Regions from separate parts of the Rattus norvegicus genome. Here region 2 is linked to region 1. Evidence: chromatin contacts called from public Hi-C data. All regions are on one chromosome and are shown on one strand. The core of a region is the stretch at or near the end of the contact, and the rest is flanking DNA. Distances in the headings are between cores, read along the strand shown. Region 1 overlaps Rgmb (repulsive guidance molecule BMP co-receptor b). Region 2 has its middle 39 kb from the start of Riok2.

Evidence for each region. A called contact is a pair of places that touch in the nucleus more often than the background predicts.
Region 2: a contact with region 1 is called in a Hi-C map of Schwann cells, with 2.7 times the contacts expected there. The contact joins two enhancer-like sites. A contact is called at or near these places in 3 of 12 Hi-C or Micro-C datasets (the A7r5 cell line, Schwann cells and prefrontal cortex).

Annotation. Positions count from the first base shown.
Region 1 is chr1:65,442,773-65,447,966 of GRCr8, reverse strand. Rgmb (repulsive guidance molecule BMP co-receptor b) reads left to right here. Exons shown (of 5, transcript XM_006227982.5): 5 at 4,900-5,194. Among named protein-coding and RNA genes, the nearest start is that of Rgmb, 20 kb to the left of the region's middle. Within about 2 kb of position 3,361, at least 40 of the 93 cell types and tissues checked have an H3K27ac peak or open chromatin away from gene starts, as enhancers often do. A contact at or near this core is called in Schwann cells, where this site is marked.
Region 2 is chr1:66,734,590-66,740,377 of GRCr8, reverse strand. No RefSeq gene overlaps it. Among named protein-coding and RNA genes, the nearest start is that of Riok2, 39 kb to the left of the region's middle. Within about 2 kb of position 3,132, at least 2 of the 93 cell types and tissues checked have an H3K27ac peak or open chromatin away from gene starts, as enhancers often do. A contact at or near this core is called in Schwann cells, where this site is marked.

The sequences.
Region 1 (5,194 bases), core at 2,112-4,611:
CACAGTGGAACCTAGACCCTGAGCACTTGCAGGATCTGACCCCTGGAAACTGGGACCTGTGTGACAGATCCTGCCTAGCTGAGGGCTGTGAAGTTGCTGAGATTTGCAGGCCTGGAGGGCTTGCCTCCTCATGCTCGGCATGGTGTTACTCTGGTGTGTAGAAGGAAGTTGGCTAACTTCCCCACCTCTGTGCCTATTTATGCTTCCCGCCTTCCTTGTTTTAATTATATAGAAACTGGTTTTTGAAAGTTGGCATTTCTGTGCCTGTCCGTCTCGTGTGTTATCCCTGGGCCAGATTGCTTTCCTTCTCGGAGTTTTTTCCAGCAACTGGACCGATGCTTCTCTGGACCACCCTAGCAGCCTTCAGCTGTGGGTGTCCTTCCCCTCTGGTTTGGCTTCTTAGTTCTCCATCTGCTGCCAAGTACCCCTTCAGCAGCCAAAGCTGCCCCTGTTCTTGCTTGTGCTCATTACCTAGGGCAACACCGAAGGCTGCATCCTGCCCATGAGTGCTCAGAGCAGAGAGCTCTGTAGAAGCAAACACGCCTGGTACCTGTTTTGAAGGCATATATAACCCTGGTCTTGCCTAAACCCTAAAGGAGTCTAGGGTAATATGTTGCTCACCTTATAAACGTGTGCTGTCTTAACTGTTGGTATATTGTCCTAACCAATAAAAGTAATTAACATCTTATACTTCTGCAATTCCTAGACTTTCTGCGAGTATAATATTTGATGTAAGCTGAGTAGTGATTGTAAAATTGCTTTCTGGTTTATTGAGTTTACAACTTCCTAACAGACCCTCTCCCTGATGCTTTTGGGAAAACGGTCAGTGACAGCATGTACCTCCCGCCCAGCATTTAGTATACTGCATATAAACAGACTCTCGTCTGGGTTCTGCATCAAATTGTTCAGACAGAAAGTTACTCTGAATGAGTGTGTGTGAATTTCCCCATTTCACAAAAGTGAGAGAGAGTTACGCTCATTTTCATATAACTAAAGGTCAGTTCCCTCCTTGCCTGCACAGAAGAGGCCTGCCCCAGCTAGAATCCACACTCCAATGACCCTGGAAATAAAGTAAGGTGCAGTCGAGGGCCTCAGCTTCTTTCAGAGCTTCCTCCATGAGCTTCTCAACATTGAGAAAAATTGGCCTCCTGAGTAGAATTTAGGTTTGTTAGTACTGGAGACAAAGCCAGTGTGGCTTCAGTATTGCTGTTGTTGGAATGGTCATGTTAATCTGTCTAGAGGACTGAGGGGAAAAGCCGTATTCTACTTACATGTGCAGGCCTGAGAGGGGCCCTGAGCCCGGTCTTGATCTCCTTGAGGGTCTGCTGGTGTTTTTTTTTTTTTTTCCAACATAATTACTCCCAGGTGACTTGACAACATGGACATATCAGTTAATTAGATGAAATAAAATTCGCTTTAACTTCCTTGTACATGGCAGAATTTTAAACAGATACAAATCAAATTACCTTTCATTGCTTCAGTTTCGTTTCTAGTCCCATGTTTAGCTCTAAAAGCCCAGTTCTCTTGTTGAGGATTCATTCAAGAAAGTTCTTTGCACTTGTGGTGCTAAGTAGTCTGCTGGAACCCTGGTAAATGTTTCTTCCACAGTGTGTACCAGAGCTACAGTCTACACAGAGAACTGAGGGCAAAGCCTTTGGGGAGTTGTGTTTTAAAACCTGTGCGTGGTGTTTTCCAGGCTGGGAAGATTTCTCTGTATCCTGGGGAAGCAGGGCCTAGATTTTCCTCATGACTTGTTCAATTCCATTTCATATATTTCCTTTACCTGCCAGTTGGAAAGAAGCAGGCAGGTGCCTCTTAACTAATGGTACTCAACCTGTGGATATCAAACACCCTTTTCACAGGGGGCGGCCTTAGACCATTGGAAAGCACAGATAAGTACTTACATTAGGATTCATAACTGTAGCAAAATTACAGCTATGAAGTAGCCACAAATAACTTTATGGTTGGGGTCACCACAACACAAGGAACTGTATTAAAGGGTCACAGCATTAGGAAGGTCGAGGACGGCTGCTCTTCCTTTACAGCAGCCCTTAAGTTCTTTCGGCCTTTTGTGTGTGGAAAGGTTGATTTGTAGCTGCTATCCCTCTCTCCCTCATAGACCTTGTGGGTGGTAGAGATCTCAGGAGTGAGATTAAAAATGAATGAGGAAAGCTAGAGTAGTTTGTCTAAGGTGGGGTTAAGAGGAACTAGACGGAGGACGTTTAACAAAAGACATTGATGTTTTAAATGCACAGAAATGCCACCCATCAATAATAAATGGTGTGGCATGACAGATGTGACAAATTGAGTTATTACTGCACATGGATCAGTTAGTGGAGGGAAGCCAGCAGCATAGCCACTGTTTTACAGCTTTTAACTGCGGAGTGAAAGCTCTAAACAGTCTGAACACCCATTTTAGGATTACGATGGCTGCTATATTAAAATTCTTAAAGTTTGTAATTTGCAGAAATTCCAGTGAAACTTTGAATATTATTGAAGTGAAAATTATTACGGGTGAACAACTTTGCTTTTCTTGAGAGTTGGACAATCTAAAATGGATTTCGTGCTGGTCACGGCTGAGTGCTGGTCGAGAGCTTGTGTTGTAATTGTTCTGAGGAATGGCATCGCAGTACAAAAGTCAAGTCATGTGAAACTGCCACCCAGAGTTTTTTCTACATTGCATTGATTAGGAATCTAGGTCCCTGCTTAGTACACACTGAAATTATAAGGGACTTCTCAGGGACCCTTTCCCATGCTCTGAAGTTCTTTCAGCCTCCCTCTCCCCCCAGCAAGTTGATTCAACAGATAATTTTATACTCATGCCCAAGTGAGAAATCACATTGTAATTTTATCGGATGGAAAGTCTCTTCAAGTAAAATGGGTAGACAAAACCCATGAGGTAGAGTAGAATATTTGATAGGTACAGGTCCTAGAGAATGCTAATTTTCCACGAGCCCTGTATCACAGAAGGTGATGGGTGAGGGGTGTTTAAAGTGAGTCCAGAGTTCCAGGTTGGAATTGCTGTGCCTAATGAAAAAACCAGGCTTGGTTAAACATGAAGCTATTCCACTCATCTTAATATAGACTCCTGTGTGTCTTTTTCGGTAACTCGTTTGCAATTGGATATCTCTGCTTTGTTGCCCCAACAAAAGTGAATTCCTTTTCTCTCTTCCTAATGTGAACAAAATGCCTGTAGTGTTGCGTGCAGTGCCAAGCTGGCCTGAAGGTTTGTTAGCCCAGAAAGACTCATGGCTGAGTTGTTGAGCTTTCTGTTTTTAAATGTGTTGTAGTTGAGAGGATCCTCATACCGTGAGGATCACGACTGTGTGAAACAGTGTTGTTGACTTTTAGTTTGGTTAACCTTTAGCGTTTTCTGTCCCTCCTCCGGTGTTTTCAGGTACAGAATTTACTTTTCACCTCCTAGCAATCCCAGCTTGTCTTAAAAAGGGACTTGTCAAACTGGCGTTAGAGCCACCAAATAAATCTGTTTACAGTCTCCTTAGATACCCACCTCAGAACCCCTCACAGGGGAAGGCCCTGGTTAGAGTGAGCAGCTCTCCTGAGTCATCTCTGGTCACCTTCTCTGGCTTGTTAAGAAGGTGTTGAAATGTGAGAAGGGCTGGTCGTGAAATCAAATTGTGGCTCTGGGCAATTAGGAGAGAAAGGCCCGGGTTTTCACAGCACATTGTCTGGCTTTCGACTGCAGCTGCAAACAACGGATATGAACTTAGCCAGTTGCTGTCGTGCAGCTGGCTCTGATCTGGGCTTTGTAACTGGCTGAAGTAAAATGAAATGGCTGGAAAATTCCAGTCAAGTAACACCAGTGGGAACATGTGGAATTAAATAGTGTGAGCAAATGCCGGCTGACTTGGGGAAAAACTTCAGACATGAGCTTGAGGGTGGTAGTCAGGATTTGGGGGGCATTTCTGGCCTTTTAAACAAGGGTCCATTGTTTTGACTAGTTTCCTTGCAGGAGCTAAGAGTCTCATGCCCTCAGAGTTTCTTACAGAGTGTGTGGCTTGCCTGCCTTCTTGATTCAGGTCACCCAGTGTCCTTTAGTTTATTTCTTTTTTTAAATTAAAAAGCAGAACAAGCAAACTGTTGCCGCGTAACCAACAATAAGCCGAGTCTCAGGCGATGTCAGATGGTGCTGGGGGAGCGGCACACAGACCCTCTGTCCCTTCCCAGTTACCCTCTCTCACCAGAAGCTGGCTGCAAAAACGGGAGGGGGTTCATTTGTTACAGATTTTATAAATGTTAAAATAAAAGGATTCCACAAGGAAGAAGGTGGGTCTTGCTAAGGAAGGTTTTGTATTATCAATGGGTAGGGTTTTTTTTTTTTTCTCCCTGAACTATTTGCTTCATTTGGAAAATTAAGAGCTTACAGGGAAAAGCCATGAGGAGTCAGAGGCCCCGGCAGTGTTTGGGGCAAACCTCTTCTGTTACTAGGTTTGGGGCTTGTTATCTCTGCCAGTGCTGTGCTTGCCAAATAATCCCCTGTCACCGGGATTAAGCAGGGATGCGAAACATTTGATTAAGAGACTTAAAGGACTCTCTCTGCAGGCACATGATTGGTAGTTGTTGCGGATACCCCACCCCCACCCCCAAAGAGCCTCTGTTTTTGTCTCTCAGTATTTATATTAATAGTGATGAGTCATGCAAAATGGAGATAGTCCAATGAATGATCTCCCTGTAGAAGGCAGGGCTCTGTTATCATTAATTAAGTCCCTAGAAGCTTCTGTACGTCTTAGCAAGGAGCCCCCACCTCACCCCAACTATGCTTGCTGTCCCTTGGTGATTTTTAGAAGGAGACAAATAAATGGACTGTTCCCAAGGCCTCAGTTCTCCCTCCAGCACTCCCCTCCAGCTGTGTTAACTTGTACCTCTTCCACCCCACAGATCACCATTATCTTCAAAGCACAGCATGAGTGCACGGATCAGAAGGTTTACCAAGCTGTGACAGATGACCTGCCGGCTGCCTTTGTGGATGGCACCACCAGTGGGGGGGACGGTGATGTGAAGAGTCTTCACATCGTGGAGAAGGAGAGTGGCCGATACGTAGAGATGCATGCCCGCTACATAGGCACCACAGTGTTTGTGCGACAGCTGGGTCGCTACCTAACCCTCGCTATCCGGATGCCCGAAGACTTGGCCATGTCCTACGAGGAAAGCCAGGACTTGCAGCTGTGCGTGA
Region 2 (5,788 bases), core at 1,883-4,382, 1.3 Mb before region 1:
TTCCAGATGAATTTGCAAATTGTTCTATCTAACTCTTTGAAGAATTGAATTGGTATTTTGATGGGGATTGCATTGAATCTGTAGATTGCTTTTGGTAAAATGGCCATTTTTACTATATTAATCCTGCCAATCCATGAGCATGGGAGATCTTTCCATCTTCTGAGGTCTTCTTCAATTTCTTTCTTCAGTGTCTTGAAGTTCTTACTGTCAAATCTTTTACTTGCTTGGTTAAAGTCACACTGAGGTACTTTATATTATTTGGGTCTATTATGAAAGTGTCGTTTCCCTAATTTCTTTCTCGGCTTGTTTCTCTTTTGTATAGAGGAAGGCTACTGATATATTTGAGTTAATTTTATACCCAGCCACTTTGCTGAAGTTGTTTATCAGCTTTAGTAGTTCTCTGGTGGAACTTTTTGGATCACTTAAATATACTATCATATATATCATCTGCAAATAGTGATATTTTTACTTCTTCTTTTCCGATCTGTATCCCCTTGACCTCCTTTAGTTGTCTGATTGCTCTGGCTAGAAGAAGAATGCTTTAAACCACAGTTTGATTTAGAATAAATTACAAGCATGGTTGCACAAATCATTCTCACTTTCTATACAGTCAGTTTAATTGGAGGCAGATCAGGCTAACTAATAACAGGTGGGTTTCAGTTTATAAACAGACTTCATAAGGATGAGGAACAGTTGAATCGCATGTACAAACTGATTGATAGATACAATGGTTGTTGGAACTTTTTACAATTTGGGAAATTTTAGCTCCTCCTTAAAATCCACACTGTGTTAATTTATGTTAAACCAGACTTAATGTTTAAAATTTTAACCCTGTAAACCAAATAAAAGAGTGAGATAACCCTTTTCTACAATGATCTTGAATAATAGTATTTTAGAATGAGAATTTACTTAAAATGAATGCACAGAAAAATACTTCCATTTCTGCAAACATTTAAAAGTAGAGGGTGGCATAGCTGGATCTTGAGGTAGAACCAGTTCCATTTTCCCAAGAAACCACCAAATTGATTTCCAGAATAGTTGTACAAGTTTGCACTTCCACCAGCAATCTAGGAGAGTTCTCCTTGCTCCACATCCTCACCAGTTTGCGCTGTCTCTTGCGTTTTTGATCTTAGCCATTCTGATTGGTGTGAGGTGGAATCACAGAGTCATTTTGATTTGCATTTCCCTGATGACTAAGGATGTTGAACATTTCTTTAAGTGTTTCTTGGCCATTTCTCTGTTGAGAATTCTGTTTAGTTCTGTACCCCATTTTTTTTAAATTGTGTTATCTGGGTGGTTGTTGTCTAACTTGTTGAGTTCTTTATATGTTTTGGATACTAGGCCTCTGACAGATGTAGGGTTGATAAAGATCTTTTCCTAATCTGTAGGCTGTTGTTTTGTCCTATTGAATGTCCTTTGACTTGCAGAAGAATTTCTGTTTCATGAGGTCCCATTTATTAGTTGTTCATCCTAGTTGCTGGGCATATACCCCAAAGATACTCCATCATCCCACAAGAACACTTGCTCAACTATGTTTATAGTAGCTTTATTCATATTAGCCAGAAATTGGGAACAACCTATATATCCCTCAACTGAAGAATAGATAAACAAAATGTGGTTCATTTACACAACAGAATACTATTCATCTAGTAAAAACAAGGATATACCAAATTTTGAATGCAAATGGATGGAAACAGAAAATATCCTGAGTGAGGTAATGCAGACCCCAAAGGACATGCATGGTATGCACTCACTTACAAGTGGATATTAGCCATAAATTAAAGGATGGCCACACTAAAATCCACAGAATCAAAGAAGCCAAATAACATGGAAGGTCCAAGAGAGGATGGTTGAATCCTTCTTAGAAGGGGAAATAAAATAGATATCAGAAATGGATGGAGAGAAGAAACTGGATGGGAGAGGGGGTGGGAAGGATAGTGGGATAGAGAGGGAAAGGGAAGGAAAATGTGGAAGAATATTATGCGAGGAGAAGAGGTACTGGGAAGAGAGGGCGCCAATAATAGGGTGTAGAGTGAATAAATAAATTAGTAAGAAATATCTAGCAAAAAAGTAAGGAGTAAATATGGATGACTTAGGGTTTTTGATGCTTATGTTTATTTGCATATACTAACTAAATAAAATAATGGGTTCTATTATAACATTTTCGTGTATGTTGAGATTTCTGAAGGAAAGAACATAGAGAGAATGCCTTGCATAATAGATATACGTTTTCTGTATATGACTTTCAAAATGAAGTTTGACTATTCCTATAAGAAGAAGTAGAATACAAATTGACTGAAGAGGATTTTTAAGGTACACAATAAAAGAAAGCACACTTTTTAAAAAAAATGCAAGAATGCATTTGTAGGGGGTGTTTTAACTTGAAGATAAAATCCATTGACTTAAGTGACATGATCGAAGAGGAAAGTTATACAAAATACTCTTGAGCTTATGGATGCTACTAAAGCCATGTAGAAGGTAAGAGGGTGAGACAAAATGGCCTGTTCAAAGGGCACCCAATGTGTGCCTTTTAAGTGAGAAAAATTGCATATTAGGATTAAACATATTTTTGTGGTTTGAGTATAAAACATTTGCTTGTATGTTTGAATACTTGGTTTCAAGCTTGGTTCCAACTATACTGGAAGGTGGTAGAAACTTTAGAAGATAGATCCTCTCTGTAAGATTTGGCTACCTGGCTCTAAACCTGGGGCTTTAGAGATTAGCTGAAGTACTGCCTGTTCTGCTTCTTGAATTCAGGCTCAATATGACCAACGGCCTCCGTTACTGTTGCCAACTCTTCCTAGATTTGGGCTGTGTATCCTCAAACGGTATCTCCGAAGTAAACTTTTCATCCACTTTTGATCCTTGTCAGTTATTTGATCACAGTAATAAGAAATTTACCTAATCAGAAAATAGGCACCAAGACTGTTTTTTTCTTCTTCTTCTTCTTTTATAAATCTGATGATGTGTTCCATAGACCTTTGAACTGGCTTGTCAGAGGAAAGTTTAAAGAATGGATAAGAGGACACATTGAATGTTATTAGAGTAGCTTTTATAAGACCAGAATGCTGAAAGAAATGCAAATGTGAGGCCTGGATCATAAGGTTTCAGAGAGAAACAAGGACCCTATTGAGAACTAGGCTGGAGGACATTCATGTTACATTGTGGAAAAAAATATGGTTTTAGTCTGCCCATGTCCTGGGAGCTTGAGCTAAGTTGAATTAAAAAGGAATGAGTTAATCTATTTGATGGAGGAAATGTCAAGCCAGTATATCATTTAGGCTGTGCTATCTAGGTCTATAGTGAAAGAGATAAATGTCTCAGAAGAATAGGAATACTGTGTAGTTTGGTGAAGAAAGGCATGCAGACAAGTTCAAAGTTCAGACAAATACATTGGGGACAAAGCATAATTGTCAAGGTGTTAGAGAAACCTCCTGGGCTGTATGAGGGTATTACAAAAGTTGTCCTGAAGGCAAAACACCACTCATAGATTCTGTCTCGTGGAAAATGCAGATCCATGAGAGGAGTGAACCTGATCTGAGTATTCCATCAAAAGAATTTCCTGTTCAATATTAGCAACAAAGAGTGTGTTTTCCAAGATTCAGCTTCAAGGGCACACAGCAACCACTGCTGCAGTGGTCCCAGAGGCCCAGCAAATGCAGTGTTAGCCCTTGGAAGCACTGTCCGTGTGACAATGATGTTGTAAGTGTGGTAGTTAAGTTTTGGTCCACTTGACCCAAATGAGAGTCATTCGTTGCCCTCACCAGATTGCCTGAATAGAGCACTGTGGAGTATTTTCTTTTTTCATATCTTATTATTATCCTTTATTTCATTGAAAATAGATTGTCTTCGTACAATATATTGTGATTATGGTTTCTTCACCCCCAACTCCTCTCAGTGACTTCTTTCTTTCCTTTCCATCTTGATCCTGACCCTTTCTACTTCTAGTTAGAAAACATATAGGCATTTAAGAAATAATAGTAAAATAAAATAAACTAAAACAAAACCAAACAAGTCAGAATATGACAAACAACTGAACAGAAGAAAAAGAGTCAAAGAAGAAAACCACAAGAAACATAGGTAGATGCAGAGACACACATGTTCACACACACAAGAATTCCATATAAAAATACCAAACCAAAATGCAAAATATAGACATAAAGGTCATGTAAGATTTTAAAAAATGCCCTGACACAACATTGTAAGTCAAAGAACCTCCAAAGATGTCATTGAGAGGTCTCATTTTTTAATTAAAAATTTAAATTATTAATTAATTATTTTATTTATTTACATCCCAAATGTTGACCTTTCCCATTTTCCCCTCCCAAACTTCTTTCCTCCATTCCTTCCTCTTTTTGCCTCTGAGAAGGTGCCTCCCAGGCATCCCCCTCCCTGAGGCATCAGGTTTCTATAGGATTAGGTTCATCCTCTCCCACTGAGGCCAGACAAGGGAGTTCTCTCATACATATGTTCCAGGGTCCTCAGATCAGCCTGTTTATGCTCTTTGGTTGGTGGTTAAGTCTCTGGGAGAAGTTTCCAGATTTTATAGATAGCAGAGATGAGAATCTGAAACTACCCAAGATCACTGAAACCCAGATGATTCTAACATGAGCTCCAGATGCTGGAGATGAGGAGGCAGCATTTGATGTTGACTGCGTTAAATTTTGTGAATCTTTGTCCTAATCTTCTTGAAAAATAAATACTTTTATTTTATTTTATTTCTGTGTGCACATGAGTATTTTTGCTAGTGAATATTATATGTGTGAAGGTACCTGCTGAACCCAAGAAGATGGTTGGATTCTTTGGAGTTGGAGTTGCAGGTGGTCGAGTGTCACCTGATATAGATGCTGGGAATTGAACTCCAGACTTCTGGGAGTGCAGCAAGTTCTTTTGACTTCTAACCATCACTCCTTCTATGGCTCAACCTTTCCTTGCTACATCTTATTGCTCATGTTTTAAATAGAAATGTCCATTTTATGTAGTAGTGTCTTAGAAGCTCTGCTTTTACTTTAATAGGGAATCATGATTGAGAAGATGCTTCAAATCTCAGAAGAGACATGTACTTTGAACTTCTGAATGCTGTTGGAATGGTTACAGACTACAGAGGTTTCTGATTTGGGGGATTAATGAACTTTTAATTATAAGATTTAGCCATAGGTGAATCTCTGGGCACCTGAACCGGAATATTATGGTTTTAATGTAAAATATCCTTCACAGACTGATAGGTTTGAACACTCAGTGTCAGCTAGTAACAGTGTTTTGGAAGATTGCATCACCTTTAGGAGCCAGGTCTTGAGATTTCCTATCTGGGTCCCACATTCCTGACTGCAGATGCAGTGTGACCAGCTGCCTCAGTATGACAAGTTGTACTGCTGGAAACTGTAAGCCAGATAAAAAGCCGTATTTCCTTAATCTGCTTCTTATAAGGTGTTTGGTCAGAGCAATAGAAGAGTAGCTAATACAAATCCTAAAACAAGAGAAATGGATATGTACTATGGCCAGAGGTCAAGATGTTTGGTTAGGCTAATGGATCAAATAATGGTTTTGATATGGAGTTATTTGTAATTTGTAAAGGCTACTATAACACCAAACATAGATTATATTGCTTAAGGAGCAAAATGATTTTCTTTCTAGTTCTAAGAACCAGAAATCCATGATAAAGACTAAGATCAAGAGGTTCCCAAAGTTGTTTTTCTCTGAGGGCTTGTCACTTTACAAATATGTTTTCTTCCTACTTCTTCTATGTATGACTGTGCTTTACTTTCTTCTTATAATTTTTGTTGGTTCA